Regions from separate parts of the Sus scrofa genome. Here region 2 is linked to region 1. The links are chromatin contacts, called in public HiChIP or PLAC-seq maps. All regions are on one chromosome and are shown on one strand. The core of a region is the stretch at or near the end of the contact, and the rest is flanking DNA. Distances in the headings are between cores, read along the strand shown.

What was found. HiChIP or PLAC-seq counts read pairs in DNA pulled down with a chosen protein or histone mark.
Region 2: a contact with region 1 is called in an H3K27ac HiChIP or PLAC-seq map of skeletal muscle. The contact joins two enhancer-like sites. A contact is called at or near these places in 1 of 5 promoter capture datasets (fetal skeletal muscle), 3 of 47 Hi-C or Micro-C datasets (alveolar macrophages, psoas muscle and skeletal muscle) and 2 of 2 datasets of contacts at active chromatin or transcription factors (alveolar macrophages and skeletal muscle).

The regions. Positions count from the first base shown.
Region 1 is chr18:18,805,723-18,811,786 of Sscrofa11.1, forward strand. No RefSeq gene overlaps it. Among named protein-coding and RNA genes, the nearest start is that of UBE2H, 11 kb to the right of the region's middle. Within about 2 kb of position 3,674, at least 4 of the 83 cell types and tissues checked have an H3K27ac peak or open chromatin away from gene starts, as enhancers often do. A contact at or near this core is called in skeletal muscle, where this site is marked.
Region 2 is chr18:18,894,779-18,901,110 of Sscrofa11.1, forward strand. All of the region lies in intron 3 of UBE2H (ubiquitin-conjugating enzyme E2 H), which reads left to right. Among named protein-coding and RNA genes, the nearest start is that of UBE2H, 78 kb to the left of the region's middle. Within about 2 kb of position 2,748, at least 17 of the 83 cell types and tissues checked have an H3K27ac peak or open chromatin away from gene starts, as enhancers often do. A contact at or near this core is called in skeletal muscle, where this site is marked.

The DNA of each region.
Region 1 (6,064 bases), core at 2,424-4,923:
ACAATGCCAGATCATTAATCTGCTGAGCCACCAGGGAGTTCCTAACCTAAGAAACTCCTTTTTTTTTTTTTGTCTTTTTAGGGCCACGCCTGCGGCATGTGGAGGTTCCCAGGCTTGGGGTCTAATCAGAGCTACAGCTGCCAGCCTGCACGAGAGCCACAGCAACGCCAGATCCAAGCCATGTCTTCTTCCTACATCAGATCCTTAACCCACTGAGTGAGGCCAGGGATCAAATCCATAACCCCTGGTTCCTAGTCATATTCTTTTCTGCTGCTCCACAACAGAAACACCCTTTTTTTTTTTTTTTTTTTGTCTTTTTGCCATTTCTTGGGCGTCTCCCATGGCATATGGAGGTTCCCAGGCTAGGGCTCGAATTGGAGCTGTAGTCGCAGGTCTATGCCAGAGCCACAGCAACTCGGGATCCGAGCCTCATCTGCAACCCACACCACAGCTCACAGCAATGCCGGATCGTTAACACACTGAGCAAGGCCAGGGATCGAACCCGCAACCTCATGGTTCCCAGTCAAATTCATTAACCACTGTGCCACGACGGGAACTCCAGAAATCACTTTTAAAATCAGAAAGGGTTATATCAGCAGTTCCTTCGTGGCTCAGCGGTTAACGAACCTGACTAGGATACAGGAGGACGGGGGTTCAATCCCTGGCCTTGCTCAGTGGGTTAAGGATCCAGCGTTGCCGTGAGCTGTGGTGTAGGTCACAGACATGGCTCAGATCTGGTGTTGCTGTGGCTGTGGTGTAGGCTGGTAGCTACAGCTCCGATTTGACTCCTAGCCTGGGAACCTCCATGTGCCGCAGGAGGCAAAAAGATGGAAAGAAAAAAAAAGAAAGAAAAGAAAAGGGTTATATCAAATGAAAAAAGAATAATGTCAGGCCTATTAGCAGCTGTAGCTGAGTTTTGAATTTTAAGTTTTTCTTCCATTTTCCAGTCAGACGCCCTCTTCTCTTTGTTTCCATTTGGGGAACTAAGGGCCTGCAAGGTAGGGGGTGAGTATTTGGTTCAGTCAGTCTTAGGGGGCCTTCTGGCACCCTGGAAAGCGGCCTCTCCCCCGGGGTTGCCTGCCCTCCTAGGGAGGCAAGCAGGTGAAGGCCACACAACACAGGATTGGGCAGGAGGCTCTCTTTGGGGCCTGGGGAGGAAGCTAATCTCTAACAGCGGTGGGGGAGGGCAGCTGAGGCAGCGTGGGGGGTGAGAGCCGCAGAGAGGCCTCAGGGGCTTTGCCGGGCACCTTTCCCACAATAAAGACAGGCATTCCCAGCAGCTGCGGACTGGGCTCCTCTTCCGCCCCATCAAGGTCAGAGAGGAATATTTGAAAACTTGGGGTAACCTAGACGTCAGGAATGGAACAAGGGAAACATCAAGGATGATAGATATGTCCTGGCTGAGTCTGGGCTGGGCAAATCGTGGTCACCATTATTTGATAATGGTAATATTTGATAATAACGGGAACCATTCTTTGCTAGGAAGAGGCCAGGTCGGGAGTTCTGAGACCCTGAGTGTGTTTCAGAAGCTCCAGCAAAGGATGGAGGAGGTTTTTCCCCTGTTTATGCGCTGGTGGAAAATCATGGGCAAGGAGGCAGTTTAAACAATGTAGCCCACGCGGGGATCCGGCCACAGTGCAAGAGTGTTTCCTGTCTTATTCAGTGCCACTGAGCACCAGAAAGTTTCCTTTTCAGGAGTTCAAAATTCAGGCAGCCCAGGGAGGAGCTAGGGCTGCAAACAAAGGCACTGCAGCACAGAGGGGAGGAGGAAGGTGGGGACCCGGGGCCTCCTGGGGAAACCAGGATAATCTCTTTAGAGGTGGAAGGAAAAGGGAACTGGCCTCAGGGGACCGGAGAGTCTACCGCTAACTTCAAGGGAGGCAGAACCAGGGCCTCCGTGTTACTTCTGCTTCATGAGGATGCACATATGAAGGAAAGGGGCAAAGATCTCTTTGGGGCTGGAGTGCAAGGGCCTGAGGGGGAAACTCCAGACATCCTGCTGTCCTAGAATGTCCTCTAGCATGTCCTCCCATTGTCCCTTGTCATCCTTTTCCAACTGATCTTTCTTAGCGGTTAGATCACGTGTATTTCCCCAGAAGGGACCACAGGAAGACATAGGGTGTCTTCATTTCGTGTCTTTGACTCTCCGATTCTTTCAACAAATCTTCCTCTGACCAATCAATAATTCCCAAACACTTTCAGTTAGCAGGCCACTACAGGAAAGGCGCAATAGCCCTTACTAAAGCGTGATTTATCTCAGTGCCTGCCAGGCTTTTTCACGTCACAACACCCATCAGGGTAAACCGTAATATTTATATGACACAAAGGATAAACTGATTCTGTAAGGCTGGAAGCTGTCACCAGGCGCCAGCTGCTCCCAGGCTGCAGGGGGCTCATCTCCTCCAAACACCTGTAACCCAGTCTTGGCACACGCAAGATTGGGAAGCCCTACTCTGACACTTGGAACCTAGCCACTTAAAAAAAAAAAAAAAATCATCCCAGAGTTCCCATCATGGCTCAGCGGTAATGAACCTGACTAGTATCCATGAGGATGTGGGTTGGGCCTCTGGCCTTGCTCAGTGGGTTAAGGACCCAGCGTTGCCATTAGCTGTGGTCTAGATAACTCTCATAATATCCTTTCCAATCACCACAGGTTCTGAACCAAATGAGAATAAAGGCTTAGGAATGAGAAAAATTGAGATGAAAACATAGCTTTATTACTGATAAAGCTGGATTGAGGGAGGTGGGGGGAGTGGCTGGTACCTACATGCTAATGAGCTTCCTATTTTTTCTTCCCGGAATTAAATTTAACCACATAAGTTTTTGCCAAAGCAGCTGGATTACTGCAGGACAAACACCCCCATCCTTCCTGCCAAGACTTGCTGCTTACCCCATGGAGCGCAGAAGGTCAACAGAATTCAAGTTATTTTTCCAATGCTGTTCCCTCCCAGAGAAGCCAGCAGAAGTTTCTATTTAATGGGGCAAGGTAGGAATGCAGGGTGATGAAAATAGCCCAAAGAGCCTTTGAGGGTTTAGAAACCCTTTACCCTCAAGTAAATGCAGAGTTTGTCTGACTTGGCTTCCTGGAAAATGGAGCCTGTGGCAAAGCCTAAGGGTTAATGTTTCAGGGTGGCATGAGTGAGGAAAAGGGAGGTGAGGCAGCGAGGGAGGGGAAGCCAGTACAAGATTGTGCATTATTGGAGTTTCCTTCGTGGCTCAGTGGTAACAAATCTGACTAGGATACAGGAGGACACGGGTTCAATCCCTGGCCTTGCTCAGTGGGTTAAGGATCCTGCGTTGCTCTGGCTGTGGTATAGGCCAGCAGCTGTAGCTCCGATTTGACCCCTAGCCTGGGAACCTCTATATGCTGTGGGTGCAGCCCTAAAAAGCAAAGCAAAAAAAAAAAAAAAAACAAAAAACAAAACAGATTGTGCATTATCAAGCTGGCTGCGGCCTCACAGGCACATATAGAGTTGCTCACTCACTCGGGATGTCTCCAGGGGTTGGAACAGTCAACTGGGGAGAAAGAAGCAGAGAAAGCAACTGCCAGCTCCTCCCAGTCTCCTCTCCTTTTTGGTCAAAGTTTACCCCCTGGGTATTAACTCCCCAGGTCTGGGTTGTGTGCCCCTCTGAGCAGCGGCTGGGAAGTCAGAGGCTCTTGGAGGCCAGCTGGCTTGGACTTGGATCAGCCGGAGCTGCTGTGCCCTGGCTCCCTTGGGGCAGCTGAGGTCACACTTGACAGGACAGCAGCCATGACTGCGGGCCACAAAGAGAAGCTGGCGCCTCTCCAGCTAGGAGACAGGGCAAGACAAGGTAAGATGAGGCTGAAGAAAAGATGGGGCGTAGCCAACCCGGGAAGGGGTATGAACTGGGTCCAGAGCACTAACTTAGGAAAAAAACTGTCTTGATTCTGAATTTTCTCAGGCCCCTGAGGCCCTGGACAGTCAGATGTCTTCTGACTGCAACTTTGGTAAGCACTGGTTTATAGAAAAGGAAGTGGGGCCATTATGAAATGATGCAACTGTCTACAGGGGCCCAGAGAACTTGCAAATTTGAGCTGGGCCTGCAACCACACAGAAGCCTGGACCATTGGTCCAACTGCTGACCAGGCAGCCCAAAATATGGCATTGGAACAGCATCATTTTTATGTATTTATTGTTCAAGATGGATATGGGTTTTTTTTGTTGCTTTGTTGTTTCTTTTTAGGGTCACAAGTGTGGCATATGGAAGCTACCAGGCTAGGGGTTGAATTAGAGCTGCAGCTGCTGGCTTACACCACAGCCACAGCAACAACGTAGGATCCGAGCTGCATCTGCAACCTACATTGCAACTCCCGGCAACACCAGATCCTTAACCCAGTGAGCGGGGCCAAGAATTGAACCCGAATCCTCTTGGATAATAGTCAGATTCGTTAACACTGAGCCACAATGGGAACTCCTGCCTGGATATTTCATATAAGTAGAATCATGCAACATGTGATCTGTTGTGACTAGCTTCTTTCATTCAGCCTGTTTTCAGCCTTCATCCATGTTGTGGAGTGTATCAGAACTTCAGGCCTATTTTATGGCTGATTATCCATTGTATGGATATATCATTTATTTTCCCTGCTCATCAATTAATGGACATTTTGGTTGTTTACACTTGAGTTCCTGTCGTGGCTCAGCAGTAATGAACCTGACTAGTATCCATGAGGATGCAGGTTTGATCTTGGCCTCCCTTAGTGGGTTAGGGATCCAGCATTGCTGTGAGCTGTGGTGTAGGCCAGCAGCTGCACCTCCAATTTGACTCCTAGCCCAGGGAACTTCCATATGCTGCAGGTTTGGCCCTCAAAAAGACAAAAAAAAAAAATTTTTTTTTAATTAGGTTGTTTACACTTTTTGCTGTTGTGTATAATGCTGCTATGACCGTGCACATACAAGTTTCTTGTGCTTTTCTCTTGGGTATATACCTAAAAATGGAATTGCCGGCTCATACATTAACTATGTGTTTAATTTTTTGAGGACCTGTTTTCCAAATGGCTGTACCATTTCCTACCAGCAATCTATGAGGCTTCTAATTTCTATATATCCTCACCAGCACTTACTGCCTTTGTGTGTGTGTTGCCTGTCTTTTGGATTATAAGCCATTTAAGTGAGTGAGAAATGATAGCTCACTGTGATTTTGATTTGCATCTTCCTAATAACAAATGATGTTGAGCATCTTTTCATGTGCTTAGTAGCCATGGAAAAATTTCTATTCAAATCCTTTTCTTGGGAGTTCCTGTCATGGCGCAGGGGAAACGAATCCAACTAGGCACCATGAGGTTGCAGGTTCAATCCCTGGCCTTGCTCAGTGGGTTAAGGATCTGGCATTACAGTGGCTGTGGTGTAGACCAGCAGCTGTAGCTCCGATTCGGCCCCTAGCCTGGGAACTTCCATATACCGTGAGTGTGGCCCTAAAAAAATTTTAAAAATCCTTTTCTTATTTTTTTTTATACACATACATGTACACATTCTATTTTCTCACATTGTCATGCTCCATCATAAGTGACTAGACATAGTTCCCAGTGCTACACAGCAGGATCTCATAGCTAATCCATTCCAAAAGCAACAGTTTGCATCTATTAACCCCTTTTTCTCTTTTTTTTTTTTTTGTCTTTTTGTCTTTTCTAGGGCCGCTCCCACAGCATATGGAGGTTCCCAGGCTAGGGGTCTAATTGGAGCTGTAGCCGCTGGCCTACGCCACGGCCACAGCAACACGGGATCTGAGCCTCGTCTGCAACCTACACCACAGGTAACAGCAATGCTGGATCCTTAACCCACTGAGCAAGGCCAGGGATCAAACCCGCAACCTCATGGTTCTTAGTCGGATTCATTAACCACTGAGCCACGATGGGAACTCCCCCCTTTTCTCATTTTTAAATTGGATTATTTGTCTACATATTGTTGAGTTGTAAGAATTCTTTATATATTCTGGATAGAGTATATGTCAGATATATGTTTGCAAATACTTTCTCCACCCTGTGGGCTGTCTTTCCACTTTTTTGGCATGTCTTTTGAAGAACAAAACTTTTAAATTAAAAAAA
Region 2 (6,332 bases), core at 1,498-3,997, 88 kb after region 1:
CTTCAGTTAGGTTTTCAGGGAGGGCCTCTCTGACAAAGTGAATTTAAGCTGAGGTTTAACTGACATGGGAAAAAAGCCAGCCCTGATCCTCCAAGGTTAGGGATGAGAGCATTTCAGGCAGGAGAAATTGTGAAAACAGAGACTCTGAGGCAGGAGCTTCGTATGCTTAAGAAATTTCTCTCTATTCATGAAGGCATAAAACAGGGCTGGTACCTAGAGGAAGAAAAAAGGAAGGTTTTGTTGGAGTTCCCACTGTGGCACAGTGGGTTAGGAACCTGACTGCAGTGGCTTGGGTTGTGGTGGAGGTGCAGGTTTGATCCCTTGCCCAGGAACTTACATATGCTGCAGGTGTGGCTATTAAAAAAAAGAAGAAGAAGAAGAAGGCTTTGTTTTTTATTTCTTGATTAGGAGATTCTGAAGGAAGTTTGTGTGCTCCTTGTAGGGAGTTATCTAGAAAAGAGGGAAAACTATGTGATGCTGGAGGTCGGAAGGAGGATTAAAGCAGCAGTGCCTTTGAGACTGCAGGAAGCGACAAGATCAGAACACAATAGAGAACTGGTACTTGAGAATGCCAGAAACATTTGAGCAAGCTAGTGAGGCAGGGGAAATGAGCACATACTGAGGGGGGACTTTGTGGAGGAAAATGAGGGATCCTGCTAAATGGTGCTCATTTTCACAAAGAAAAAGGACAGGGCTACTATTAGGTTAGTTCCTCCTGCCTATAGTAGGTGACCTTTAGCTTTTGATCTGGTTATTTATTCTGCTCTCTTTTTGTCTTTTTGTCTTTTTGTCTTTTCTAGGGTCACTTCCCACGGCATATGGAGGTTCCCAGGCTAGGGGTCGTATCGGAGCTGTAGCTGCCAGCCTAAGCTACAGCCACAGCAACGCCAGATCCGAGTGGCGTCTTCGACCTACACCACAGCTCACGGCAATGCCAGATCCTTAACCCACTGAGCAAGGCCAGGGATCGAACCCATAACCTCATGGTTCCTAGTCGGATTCGTTGACCACTGCACCATGACGGGAACTCCTATTCTGACATCTTTTTGGCATTAAATTCATTCCTTCCCCTTCAGAATTGGTGGCATGATGAAAACATTCTTAGCTTCATTTTTCTTTAGTTAAACTGAAATTGTTTTGAACACAAATAGTAATATCTTAGTGCCCTTGGAAAAGCTTGTGGACACAGTTGAAGATCTGTTCATATTCTTGGTGTTGGTAAAAACCATATTTCTAGGAGTTCCCACTGTGGTACAACAGGATGGTTGGCATCTCTGCAGTGTACCAGGATGCTGGTTCCATCCCCAGCCCAGCGTAGTGAGTTAAAGATCCACTGTTGTTGCAGCTGCGGCATAGGTCACAGCTTCTGCTCAGATCTGATCCTGGGCCCAAGAACTCCATGTGCTGCAGGGCAACCAAAAAAGAAAAACAAAATTTCTAGGAGGAACTTTGGAGATCTATCATCCAGTTCCCTTATTTTAAAGGATGGTAAAAATGAGACTCAGGAAGGCAAAGATAACATTACTACTAACTAGTCGTAGAGTCTGCCTTCTGATTTCCATTCTAGTGTTTTTTTCCCTATACAAAATGCAATCAGAACGGATTTAGGGATTTTTTTTTTTTTTTTTTTTTTTTTTTTGCCACGCCTGTGGCATGTGGAAGTTTGTGAGTCAGGGATCAAACACACGCCACAGCAGTGACCCAAGCTGCTGCAGTGACAATGCTGATCCTTAACCTGCTGTGCCACAAGGGAACTCCTGAATGCTCTTTTTAATAATAAATAAGAGTAACTGTATTTTCCATTTCCAGTGTGATGAGGTTACAAAAGAAATCAATATCCCATAATCAAAATATCTTCTAATGCTCTTGATAATTCCTAAAAGATTAAGAGATAGATAGGTAGGGGCAAATATTTTCATTTCTAGGATAAGGAAAGTGAGATGAAATTACTTGCCTGACCTCTTCAGCTAATAGTGGTATTATTGAGTGCTTACTGTGCACCATTTACTAGTCAAATGCTGTGCATGTATTCATTCAGTCTTGTTAACAGTCCTGTGGTGTGTGGATACCATTATTTAACCCAGCCTTATGAAAAAGGAAACAGAAAGGCAGAGCAATTCAGTAGGGCTAAGTGGATCTTGGGCAGTCTGACCGAAGCCTAATCTTTGAACTACAACTTTGTGTAATAAGAGCGGCAGAAACTTGAAATTGGGTCTTGAGATTTCAGGCCCAGTGTGTTCTGTCTGTGCTCTCCTACCTCTGACCATGAAAATAAATCCTGCCTGCTGCAGACAGTGTGGTTAAATGAACAGCCAGGAGAGTGAAAGAGAAACTGTGGAGACAGGGAAGAGATGACAGTCTTCCAAAAATGACGCTGCCGGAGAATGGATATAAGGCTGCAGGTTTTGGTAATCTTCTAGGTTGGTAGAAGGGTTATGCTGTTGAAGGATAACACTTCACCTTTTCTTAGTTATAAATGAACTTTTCTTATCCATCCAGCCCATTCCTCAGATTCCATATTATCAGAGAGAAAGGAAGAAACAGAAAAGAGGACCCCTTGTTGAGTTTAGATCTCCTGAACACACAGGATCAGTTCAGAAGTTCCCATGACACAGGGCAATGAGAGTGAGCTCCTTGCTTGGTTCCTCACCCAAGAAGAGACCGGCCCAGGTCCATCTCTCCTGAGTAGGAAAGGCTCAGCTCTCGGAAGAGACTTCTGCCCGGGTGCAGGCTGCCACGGGCTGGGCCTGGCTGTCTGAGGTAAGATGAAAATCTATCCGAGGGTGCACTAATGCACAAAGCTGACAGGGTACTGTCGCCAGTGGAGCTGGCAGCATCCCCACTTCTTTTTCAGCTGGAACAGCTTAACTCTGATCACATCCTGCATGATAGGAGTGGAGATCCAAGCTATTGCCCTTAAAAAATTGATAGTTTGAGCTACTGCTAGGGGAGATAGGATTCAGTCTTTAATAAATGTATTTTAAACAATTATATCTACTTTTAAAATAGAGAATTAATCAGTTTCATTCTGAATCGTCTACTTTATGTCGGCATTTGTCCTGAAGATAGATAGATATAATATAATGTATTCACTTCCTGTTTTTCACAGGAATTCGTGAACTTTAAATTGCTGCTTCAACCATCTATAGTCTAGGTTCATTTCATTCCTGGGATAGAGCTCCCGTTGTTTGGTGTGTGTGGGGGGGTTGGTTTATTTGGGCTTTTTAGGGCTACACCCATGGCATATGGAAGTTCCCAGGCTAGGGGTAGAATCAGAGCTATAGCTGCCAGCCTACGCCAGAGCCACAGCAACGTGGGATTCGAGCCATGTCTGCAACCTACACCTCAGCTCATGGCATCGCTGGATCCCCAACCCACTGAGCAAGGCCAGGGATCAAACCCGCATCCTCATGGATACTAGTCTGATTCATTTCTGTTGCGCCACAGTGAAATTCCAGAGCTTCCGTTTTTGCTTTTTTTTTTTTTTTGCCTTTCACCCATTTAACTTAGGGTGGATTTACTTTGATTCATGAGTCACTTGTGTGACCTCTCATTTCTTCAAGATGATTCTGGCTCAAATTTCTGGATAGGTGTCTGGCCCCGGGTGTTTTATTCTCTCCACAAATGTGATCATTAAAAATATCTCACAAAAGAAGCAAAGATGGAAAATAAAATTGGTTTTTGCCTCTTTCATTTACATAGTGACTCTAATATTAGTTGTTCCAAAGCCTGTACAACTTTGTACAGATCACCTCCTGGGTCTGGACATAGAAATAGGCTGAAATAAAAACCAGTTTTCAGCATGACTCGGCATGACATTGTTTACTTCCTCTGCATATTAGCCTCTGGGTCAAGAGATTCATTAGTCCAGAGCAATTGAGTATTGGTTGGAACAAACAAAAAACATGGCATATTTTTCTATTTTAATCATCTGTGCTTTTATTTTTTTCCAGATAGGTAGTTTTGCATCAACTGAGCGTGATTTAGATTCCTCCTCCAGAATTAGAAATCTCCTGATTGCTTTCTGCTCAGAGATAGAGGACAGGTGGCAAGCTTTTTAGCTAAACATTTGTACCTACTGTCCTCTTTTTTTCACAAGTGCTTTAGCCATGCCAGAGAATAATTGTTCAGAAGTTTTAAACAAGAGTTCTGAATTTTATCTGATCAAATCACTGGAATATGTCATTAAAACATGTCTGGTGGTGAATAAAATCTTAAATCATTTAGATTAAAAGTGACTTGCTGCTTCCACTTATCATGTTTCCATAAACGCAGTTTTCAAAAATATGTTCTCTTAAAATATCTTAAAAATAGTTCCTGGTTGAATGGAAACAAGTGTTGGGAAAATTCTCTTGTTGCAGACAAATTCATTAGTGTGGTGATAGCATTGCCAAAAGGAAGGAAAACACGCCAGGGCAAACACACTGAGTCCTGAGAACGTTCCTTCTCCAAATTCCTAGCCTGTTTTTTCTTGGTCTCTTCCCCTCCTTGTCCCCAAGTTCCATTGTTGCCGTCATTGTCCAGAATGTAAATGGCTTTGCCAGAAATGCTGCCCACAGCTTGCCCAAGAACAGCTCATATAAGGAGATATATATCCCCCTTTCCATTTATTTGCTTTGGGTGTTTTTCTAACAATTGGAACTGCCTAGTATAGGAAGAGATGATTCAGTGTGAAAATTGTCTGGCTGTGCTTGTCCCTCAATGGCAGCGTTGTGAACTCTGTTTCTGCCTACTTCAGAGGGAGTCGGAGGGTTTCTGTCTCTCTGTGGTATCTTAGCACGCTGGTAGTTTTGTAGTCTCCAGAATACTTCTGTACCTAAAAATGTGCTTCACAGAATTAATTTCCTTTATGGACTTAGCCATTGGGCATTTCCCCTTAAGTCCTCTGTTCTCAGAGCTCTAGCCATTGTTACTAAATCCTGGATTTTAGAGCTACTGGTCCTTTCACAAACAGAATAAAAGTGGAGGTTTTGGAGATCATGTAGTCCAGCGAATTTCTCTTTGCAGGTAAAGAAACAGGCTCACAGAAGTGTAATGACCTGATCCAGGCCTGCAGTTAATAGCAAACTGGGCGGGACTAGAAGCCAAGTCCCTATTAGAACTTTGCTCTCTCCAGTCCTGATTCTCCTATCTCAGAGCCCAGATGGGGTTTTATAAATTTAGCGGGGACACTGGGGACTGGGCTCCAACCCATTTATTGCTAAAGAAAACAGTGTAGAAACTATATGATTCCAAATGTAATCTCTGGGCCTTGTACCATGGAGGAGGCAGACACCTTAATCTTTCAGAGACAGTTCTGACAAACATGAAAAGCCCTTCCCACCATACCTATTTTCTTGACTTATACCTTTGAGGTTCCCTGTGACATCAAACTATTGAAGCTTCATTCTTACTGTAGGAGAGACAGTGCATTCTATTTTCCTTAAGATTTGCCATTTCCCATCATTCTTTTCCCAGCACTCAGGTGCTGTGACCTGATTGAACTATCCCCCAAATAGCCTTTTTTAGGAGATAAGCCTTTTATTAAAAACAAACAAAAAACGTAAAGGATCTGTGTTCTAGCACTAGTCTCAGCAGCATCCCACCTCACTCAGAATGAAAGCCAGCATCCTTAGTAGGGCTCAAAGGCTTCTCACCTCTGAGACTTCTCTTCTGGTCTTCTTGTTCACTCCACTTCACTTTCACTCGTCTCTTTGCTGGTCTTAGACATATCAAAGCAAACTCCTGATACACATTGCACTTGGCTCTTCATGCTCAGTAGACGCTCTTCCCCTAGATACTGAATGACTCCTGTCCCCCCGCCTTCAAACTGAGTCACCTCCTCAGTAAGGCTTTCCCTGACCATCCTATTTAAAAGTGTAGACCCCAGCTCAATATTCCTATTTGAGATCCCCTTCTTCTCTGTTTTTCTCTGGAACACTTGCCACCTTTCGTAACATAGCACCTCTGTTTTCTAAAGAGCTCTCCAGGTGATTCTTACCTGTAGCCAGCATTGGGAACTTTTGCCACAGAGGTTGCTTCAGTTGGTGTTACTTATGAGAATTCTTAGCAGGGAGCAAAGTATTAACGAATTATAAGTTCTTAATTGTAGCTTCAAGCAAAGTATTTTTTGTATACTAAAACAAGTCTCTAGAATTAAACCATGTAGTGGCTAAACATGAATGTTTCCTACTCATCAGAACGTTTCTTGGTTGTGATTGATAGCAGTATACTCTTATATGTAACTAATCTCGAAGACTGCATACTTTATAACCTGAGGATCTTTTGATTTTTGTAATGAATTTGTATTATTTAAACAGCATTTATGATATGAGATCTTAAAAGTTGATTTT